Regions from separate parts of the Mus musculus genome. Here regions 1 and 2 are each linked to region 3. Evidence: chromatin contacts called from public HiChIP or PLAC-seq and promoter capture Hi-C data. All regions are on one chromosome and are shown on one strand. Each heading gives the region's core, a stretch centred on a gene start, on an enhancer-like site or on the middle of the called end of the contact. The rest is flanking DNA. Distances are from core to core; before and after follow the strand shown.

Region 1 (2,825 bases), core at 289-2,788, 540 kb before region 3:
CTTAGCTCACCGTGGCCTTTAACTCCTAATCTTTCTGCCTTCACCTCCCAAATACAGGGCTGACAGGTCCTTGACAGCAGGATTGGCTCCACGAGACCCACACAATTCAATCAAATTATATTCTTCAGCAAGTCAGAGATTTGATGAGGTCCGTGACACTAGAGCACTCCTTACCTTCACTGAGCCCATGGCCCAAAAGCAATTCATACAACTAATTCATTAGCTAAATAACCCACTTACTAGCCACAGCTTCAAGAAAACTGTTGCAGGCATTCGAGCTGTTTGCAGATAAAGAAAGGTTTCTTCCTCCACCTAACAACAGCAGCAACAACAACAAGAAAAGATTTAGAAACTAGTGATTGGGTTCCAGATCAGCAAGGCTACATAGTGAGATTCTGTCTTAAAATTAAAAACAAAAACAAAAGACAGAGGCAATTATTCTTTTGTTGTTGTTGTTGTTTTTGAGACAGGGTTTCTCTGTATAGCCCAGGCTGTCCTGGAACTCACTCTGCAGACCAGGCTGGCCTCAAACTCAGAAATCCACCTGCCTCTGCCTCCAGAGTGCTGGGATTAAAGGCCGGCTGAAAAACATTTTTTTATACATCGTATCACTGGCTGTCTTGGATCTTGCTATGTAGATCAGGTTGTCCTCGAACTCAGAGATCCACCTGCTTGTAAATCCCAAGTACTAGGATTAAAAGCATGAAGCACCAGACTCAATTTTTTTCATTTAATATTCTTCAAAGTAATTTACACGAAAAGAAGGAATATATGGTTGAAAAGATTTATAATTTTACAATAGAAAAACATTCCTAATTTTAAAATAAAGCAAATTGTTAATTTATTAAAAAGTGGTTCATCATTTCAAAAATGAAATGCCCAGCTGTAACATTTTTAGAAAGAGTTTATATCCGGGCAATGGTGGCACACGCCTTTAATCCCAGCACTTGGGAGACAGAGGTAGGCAGATTTCTGAGTTCAAGGCCAGCCTGGTCTACAGAGTGAGTTCCAGGACAGCCAGGGCTACAAAGAGAAACCCTGTCTCGAAAAAAAATTATAGTTAAAAGAGAAATTAATGCAAGAAATAAAATTAAAGGAAGTAATTCTCTAATTACAATGGCTACTTTCAACCCGTCACTATTATACCTTAATTCCCATTACTCTTCCAATGGGTAATTTCAAGTTGTCACTACTAATCTAAACGTACCCTTCCCACCTCCTGGAACGCATATAGCCAATAAAAGGGGTGTGGGGGGTGTGCAAACGCTGATATTTTAGATTGACATTTCTTAGGATCAATAGAAATGCAGATCTTCCCAGCAGCTCCTGAACCGCCGGAAAGGAGCCTTCATCCGCCTCCCGCGGGATTTTCTAGCACATAAACCGAAGTTCTCGCGAGGACGTACTGAGTGCACCTCTTTTTCCGGAGGCTGAGGTGTCACGTGACGCAAGCTCCTCCAATCGGCGCGCGGGCCGCGGTGGTTGCCGCGGTTCCCGCCAAATACGAGCGCGGCGGCCGCGGCGGCAGCAGAAGTGACACCGGTGGGAGGCGGAGTGTGCAGCCTGGCCGCCCGACTGAAGCCTGAGCCGCCGCCGCCGCCGCCGCCGCCGCCGCCGCCGCCGCCGTCGCGGAGATGTTGGAGGAGCCGGAGGCCGCGACGCGGACAGCCGCGGGTGGGTGAAACTGCCTAAAGGAGCGGATCCAAGCCTAAGTGGCCTCGGGGCGGAGACCAGGAGAAGGGAGGGCTCTTAGGAAACTGAGGCCTCGGGGAGGGGGAAGAGTCAGCTTCGCAAGCTCCCGAAGGCATCTTGTGTCGCCTAAATAGCTGGAGTAAATGGGGAAACCGAGGCCCCGAGTTGGATTTGATGGATCCTGAGTGCTTGTGTCCTCTTGAAATCAATTGGATCTTGTAGCAGCAAGTGGAGAAACTGAGGGCAAGGAGAAGAAAAGTCAGTCGTACAAGTTATTAAGTGCGTTTGTGAATTCCAGAGCAGTTCGGACCTTTGCAATGGGCGGGGAAATTGAGGCCCGTGCTCACTTGAGCTCTGGACACCAGAGTAGCAGCAACTCTGCGGGGCAGGGCTAGTCCAGGAAGGTCGGTTTGGGTGGTTAAAGCATAGCCAGGAACCCTTTCTGGGTCCCGAAAAGGGGCCCTTTGTGAGTGTGGTATGGACCAGTCGGGTACGTGTTAGGAGTCTTTGTAGCATGCGGTAGGCTTCCCGAAATGTGGGGTGCCTATTCCCCGCTAAATTGTATCCCCAGTGTGTGTTGAACGATTGAGGGGCTGGAAAAGACGAGGTCGGTCCTGATAGACTAAGATTTCTCCAATTGAGCACCACTGACTAGACAGCCCTTCTGGGTACATTACACTAGTCTGCAAGCTCGGAGATGAGGGGAATTGGGGATGGCCAATTTCAGGATGGAGAGCCGCATCCTCAATCTCCATCCACTTCTGGGATAACTCTGGCCCCTTTTACAGTTCTGATCATCAAAGATACACACACACACACACACACACACACACACACACACACACACACACACCCTTCACAGCCTGGTATTCCAGGAAGGCTGGAGCTGTTGTTCTGACTGGCTTGAGAATTTTATGTGGGCATTAATAGTCGTACAATTCCTGGACTCTCATGGAGCATTGTTTTTATTTAACCAAGGTGGAACGTTTAAAACCGACACTATTGCTCTGGCAATAAAGACCAGTTTGGTGTAGCAGTTCATACCTGCAGTTCAGCATCCTAGAAGCTGAGGCAGGAGGATGATGAATTTCAGGTTGATCTGGCCTCTGACCACCTGAATTGTATCCTGGGAA
Region 2 (2,914 bases), core at 144-2,643, 520 kb after region 3:
GCAGGTGGGGCCTGGGCTGGGTCTCTGTTGTAAGAATCTTGGCCCAGTAAGCTCGAGGCTTTGCGCTCCTTCCCCAACACAGAAGAAGCTGGATTTGAGGGTGTATGCCTGTCTGTGTCTGTATCCCAATATACTGGGGAGGGTCAGAAGTTCAGAGTCATCCTAGGCTGTCTAGTGAGTTGGAGGGCTGCAAGGCGAAGACCAGACCCTATGTAGAAACAAACAACTCCCCATTTTATAGCTTGTTGTTTCCTGCTGAGATAAATGGTCTGGTTATATCAGTACTTTTTTTTTTTTTAATTATGTTTACTGATGGTATGCATGTCGTGGTCAAAGGGCACTTTCAGGACAAATTTCTGGGTGTCAGTTCTTTCTTCCCACCATGTAGGTCCTGAGGACTGAACTCAGGCCACCAGGCTTGTGATTATACTATTACTGGCTGAGCCATCTCAGCAGATCTAACCAGATCAGAACATTGAGGAGTCTGTCTCCAAGGTTTGCCCAGAGCCAGTCATCTCTCAGTTCCTCTTTTGGGGGGTCTTCTCTGCGCCCCCCCCTTTTGCCTCTACCTCAGGCAAGAACAGTGAAAGAATGGGAAATTGGAAATGTGTCCGCTGCCTGGGGGAATTTCTCTATCTGGACTCTCCAGCCTTCTGTTTCTGGAGTCCTAAGAGACTACTAACAGGAAGCCCCAAGAAAGTGGGTGGGGACACACCAGGAAAGGCCCAGGGTAGAGATGGGGTCCTGGGGAGGAAGAGGCTGAGTGAGTGGGTGCCTAGCAGGTCTCTTTGATTCCGCTGGGGATGGGTGGGCAGTTTTGGATGTCCCTAGAGTCCTCGACAAAACAACAACAACAAAAAACAAAACAAAACAAAACAAAACAACAACAAAACCCCCTGCATTTAGGGCGTCCCAGGGATGGGGAGCTAGGGGTTGGAAGAAAAAGGGAGCAGGAGAGATCAGGAGAGAGACAGAAGTTTGAGAGACAGAAAAACAGGAATGAAAATCAGCAGCGGAGAAATAACCTACCAGTGGGGAACACAGAAAAAGAAGGGAGACAGAGCTGTGGATTCAGGAGAGGCCAGGGAGGGAATGGATTCCGATATCACATGGTTCCCATCATATAAAAAGCTCTTTAATGTGTCAGTGTTAAACCAAATCAAACACACACACACACACACACACACACACACACACACACACACACACAAAAAGGGAAGAAGGACGGGCGGGCACAGGGCCTGGACAGGGAAGGGGAAAGGGGCGAGAAGGGGGAGGGGAAGGGGGGAGGAGGAGAGAAAGTTCCGGGAGTCGAGGGGCGGAGCGCGGAGCCCGGGAACCCCGCGGCTGCCCTCCCTCCCTTCCCTCCCCGGAAAAGGCGCCTCGGTAGCCTATAAAGCACGGGCACTGGCGGGAGACGTGCACTGACCGACCGTGGTAATGGACCAGCACACACTTGATGTGGAGGATACCGCGGATGCCAGACATCCAGCAGGTACTTCGTGCCCCTCGGATGCGGCGCTCCTCAGAGATACCGGGCTCCTCGCGGACGCTGCGCTCCTCTCAGATACTGTGCGCCCCACAAATGCCGCGCTCCCCACGGATGCTGCCTACCCTGCGGTTAATGTTCGGGATCGCGAGGCCGCGTGGCCGCCTGCACTGAACTTCTGTTCCCGCCACCCAAAGCTCTATGGCCTAGTCGCTTTGGTTTTGCTGCTTCTGATCGCCGCCTGTGTTCCTATCTTCACCCGCACCGAGCCTCGGCCAGCGCTCACAATCACCACCTCGCCCAACCTGGGTACCCGAGAGAATAATGCAGACCAGGTCACCCCTGTTTCCCACATTGGCTGCCCCAACACTACACAACAGGTGAGGCTCATCTCATCCCTAGGGGACTCTTTCTTACCTTCTGGAAGCATCGCTGCACCGACAGGGAGAGAACAGCACTTCCTCCCCACCCCCGCCCCGCCCCGCCCCGCCCCGCCTCGCTCTGCTCCTGCTACTCCGCTTGAAGCACCCCCTCTCCATCTCGCACTCAGAGGAAATCCCTTTGCGTCTTGACCCCTTGAATGAACCTATGAAACCTGGGGGAGAACTCCCGAGGGTGCACCGCAGTTCCCTTCAGTCCCACTTAGGCCTTCAGGGCTCTCCTTCTCCATCCAAAGTTGGACGCCCCAATGTGTGCTGGGCCGTATGAGTTCCTATCTGCTTCTTTAGGATGTAAGGTACCATCTACCTTTATTTTTCTTTCTTCCCAGGGCTCTCCTGTGTTCGCCAAGCTACTGGCTAAAAACCGTGAGTGCCCCCTGATTTATTTCCAGCGGGTCCCGCAGGGAGGTTGAACAAGGGGACCTGTTCAACCTTCTAGTCATGTCCCTCTCCCTCACTTACTCAGCCTTTCTCACTTGCTGTCACAGCTCCAACTGTCATCCTTGGGACCCCATCCAGGTTTTCAGAGAATTGAGAATTCTCACCCCCAGCTGACTCTGGGAGATCTCCTTTTCTCTTTTCCTTCCTCTATCCCTCCCATGTAGCCCAGGCTTCCTCCAAATTCATTATGTAGCTGAGGCTGGCCGCCCTGCTGCCAACACCTCCAATGGGCTGGGATAAATGAATGCCTTTGGGCTTCAGGCACCCTATTGAGCCCGAGCCCTAGTCTCTCCCTGTCAAGTCTTAGTTGTCAAATTATTTGCCCTCAGAGATGACTCTCTTCCTGCACTCTCCATATCCCACCTCTCTCCCAGTTTTGTTCATCCCTCTCTTACTCCTCTGATTTCTCTCTCTTCTTTTCTCCTCTCCCCCTTCCCCTCTTGTGGCCCCTTTACTCAGCTCCTTCCAGGAGTCCATGTGCATCTCCGCTCTTAACACTCTAGACCCTCGCCCCTTTGCCTCGTTCTTATTCCACAACCACTTT
Region 3 (2,918 bases), core at 393-2,892:
CCATTCCCCAGGCCCAGCGTCAAGCACAGGCAGTTAAGTACCTTTGGTGTTTCTCTTTACAGCCCTCTTGCTCACAGCTCCCCAGCTGATTCCAACCTCCTCAGGTTCTTGTCCTTCCTCCTTAAATGCCTGATGGGAAAGAGTATGAAGTTTTAAATAAAGTTATCTTTTAGGAGGGGTTGACACAAAGTGTTCTTTAAGAAGCAACTTTGCAGTTGCAAGTGTTCACAATCTAGCTTAAGACCACATTTAGCAGCCAGCTCCCCTTCCCTGCTCAAGACCCAAAACCTAGAGAAAGGGAAGCTGAAAGCTTGGGTTGCAGAGTCACTGTCAGCAGGTTGTGGTCATACATGACCTGGCAGCTTGTAGCCCTAGATGTAATCCCCAACCCAAGACAAAAAAATAGAATAAAATCCAAGTATTAACCCCAAATCAGGGTTGGTGACCGCTCATCTTGTGTGCTCTTTCATCAAACACAGGGATGATGGTAGGAAACCTGTCCTTGATTCAGGCAGGGCAAAGAGCTGAATGGGGCGCTCAAAAGGCCTCCCATAACAAAGCAAACCTTTAATTCCAGCATTTTGGAAGTGAAAAGGGGGGGCAGGAGACCAAGAGCTGAAGTCTAGTCTGGGTTTCACAGCAAGTCCAAGGCCACACTGGGCCACAGTAGCTCTCCAAAAAAAGTTTTGCGTGGGAGGGGAGGCGCTGATTTTTGATAAGGAAAAACAACATAGACCGAAGAAGAAAGCGCTGGCCAATTTTCCCTCAAAGTATTCTGGCGCCTTCTACTTGCAGCCAATCAGGAGTCCCTAACCCTCAAGGACCCTGTTCCACAGAGGCAAGCTTGTGTCAAGCGCTGAAGGGCAGTAGACAAGACTTCTTGTCTAGGGGGAGGAAAGTGACATCTTACGCTGACTCGAGATGACAACTAGGCTCCAAGACCAGGGAAGCGCGAGGGGACCGGACCTGGGAGCGAACATGGTCTGTGCAGAGACACTGGGCACCGCCAACAGTGGGGTTGACTGATAGATTCCCCAGAAGAGTAAAACTAGGGTGGCGGAAAAGACAGCTGCAGGTGCAAGGTCATCATGGAGACGTGCCCAGAGCCACCCGATTACTCAACAAGGCCCGGCTTCCTGCAAATCCCGGGGCAAGTGGGAGGCGAGACACAGAGAGGGGCAGCGACTAGTAAAGGTCACACAGCCTCGGCTGCTTCGGTAACTGACAGCACAGACCGAAGTCGGGGGGGGGGGCTCGGGGTGGGAAGGCCGGCCCGAGTCTGCGCGGGCAGTTACGTGCCCGGGTCCACGGCGCCACTCGGGTTCCCTCACCTTCCTCAGCCGCTCCATCAGCACGCTCTTGTTGCCTCCCGTATCCAGGTTCCGCTTTTTCAGCTCCGCCCTCAGGTCGATCACCCGCAGGTCGCTGAGCCGCCGCGTCCCACTCTCCGAGGCGCCCGGACCAAAGGCGGGGTCGCCCGACCCGGTCCCGGGTTCCGCCATCCTCGCTTCCGCGACTTCCCAACTCGCTCCGGAACCCCCTCCACTCGCTGGCACCAGCTGTGGCGGCTCGGAGGTAGTACAAAATGGCGCTGCCGAAGAGGAAAACGCACTCGCTTCCTCCCGCCTCCCTTTGCGGCTGCGCAGGCGCACAGCTCTGACGCACCTCCTAGGTCGCACGCCAAAGCAGTCTCGAGCCTCGCGGGTACAAGTGCACATGCGCAACCGGTCGTAAGCCCCCCCTCCCCCCCCCCCCCCCGGCCCCGTCGCCACCCTCTTTTTAATGCGCACGCGCACCGCCTCGCTACGCTCACTGACCCCCGTTTGCCTCTCGCAGCGTTGCCCGGCTGCGCACGCCACCGCTCTACGGCCAGCGCTCCGACAGTGATGCGCAGGCGCACGACCTGTAGCACGCATGCGTCTTGGTCCGCGGCCAAGCGCGAGCCGGCGAGGCGCGCCTACGTCGTCTCTGCCGCCGCGCACACTGCGCTTGGGTAAAGGCGTCTGAGAGCGTAGGGCTCGCGCCGGCGGCGCCTGCGCAGTGTCGAGGTGCGCCTCCGGGGAGGCTGAAGCGGTTCCCTCTCAGGCGGCGCCATTTTGTGGTAAGAGGGCCGAGATTCAAAAAAATAATAATAATAACAAATCAAAAAAAAAACACACTCACGCAAACCCACTGACCCGGTTCTGTGTGAAGTGGGCGACGGAACCAGGGTCCCTGGAATGGCGGAGACTCTGTCGGGTTTAGGAGACGCGAGTGCGGCGGGCGCGGCGGCCGTGAGCTCCGCGGCGTCAGAGACCGGGACGCGGCGGCTCAGCGACCTGCGGGTGATCGACCTGCGGGCGGAGCTGAAGAAGCGGAACCTCGACTCGAGCGGCAACAAGAGCGTGCTGATGGAGCGGCTGAAGAAGGTGAGGTTCGCGGGGGGGAACCCCATGGTCGCCATGGCGACACCCACCGCCGGGCCCGGAGTGGCCCGTTGGCCTTCGCGCTGGGCGCTAATACTGGGGCTCCGCGGGCGCCGGGTGCAAGGATTCGAATCTCGACGCCCCCAGCGATGCGACCAGAGGGAAATAACACCACGAACGGGTTCGGGGGATCGATGACACCGCGTTCCCTGTACTGCTTAGTCCCAACCCCAAAGGGGGATGAAGGGGACTCGGCCAAGGTCATCCAGTGGGGTCAGCTTGTGGCGGGATTCGATCCCAAGTCCCTTTTCGGCCCCCGAGGCAGAACAGGTGGTTTTTGTTTCTTTTCTTTTCTTTTAATCTGGGAAGACACAGTGACGTTGGGGGCAGGGGTGGTGGAGATGAAACATGAGAAACTCTCAGAGTTCGCAGACAGCCGGAGGATGTAGGTAGCCCAGGGAGACAAAAAACAAAAACAAAGCGGAAAAATAAATTGTTTCTAATTCTTTGCTA

The links. Promoter capture Hi-C pulls out the DNA fragments that hold promoters and counts their contacts. HiChIP or PLAC-seq counts read pairs in DNA pulled down with a chosen protein or histone mark.
Region 1: a contact with region 3 is called in a promoter capture Hi-C map of second pharyngeal arch cranial neural crest. The contact joins the promoter of Chaf1a here to the promoter of Safb2 in region 3. A contact is called at or near these places in 8 of 39 promoter capture datasets (the C10 cell line, cranial neural crest, frontonasal cranial neural crest and 4 more), 3 of 484 Hi-C or Micro-C datasets (embryonic stem cells, erythroblasts and muscle stem cells), 8 of 115 datasets of contacts at active chromatin or transcription factors (cardiomyocytes, embryonic stem cells, extraembryonic endoderm stem cells and 3 more) and 1 of 9 other capture datasets (adipose tissue).
Region 2: a contact with region 3 is called in an HNF4G HiChIP or PLAC-seq map of pancreatic cancer cells. The contact joins the promoter of Tnfsf9 here to the promoter of Safb2 in region 3. A contact is called at or near these places in 1 of 39 promoter capture datasets (liver) and 1 of 115 datasets of contacts at active chromatin or transcription factors (pancreatic cancer cells).

The regions. Positions count from the first base shown.
Region 1 is chr17:56,038,878-56,041,702 of GRCm38.p6, forward strand. Chaf1a (chromatin assembly factor 1, subunit A (p150)) reads left to right here and starts at 1,539. Exons shown (of 14, transcript NM_013733.3): 1 at 1,539-1,674. The coding sequence starts at 1,635.
Region 2 is chr17:57,103,992-57,106,905 of GRCm38.p6, forward strand. It overlaps Tnfsf9 (tumor necrosis factor (ligand) superfamily, member 9), which reads left to right and starts at 1,394. Exons shown (of 3, transcript NM_009404.3): 1 at 1,394-1,869; 2 at 2,259-2,295. The coding sequence starts at 1,441. It overlaps Gm11110 (predicted gene 11110), which reads right to left and starts at 1,951. Exons shown (of 4, transcript NR_033508.1): 1 at 1,907-1,951.
Region 3 is chr17:56,582,943-56,585,860 of GRCm38.p6, forward strand. It overlaps Safb2 (scaffold attachment factor B2), which reads right to left and starts at 1,643. Exons shown (of 21, transcript NM_001029979.3): 1 at 1,332-1,643; 2 at 42-129. The coding sequence starts at 1,502. It overlaps Safb (scaffold attachment factor B), which reads left to right and starts at 2,040. Exons shown (of 21, transcript NM_001163300.1): 1 at 2,040-2,408. The coding sequence starts at 2,220.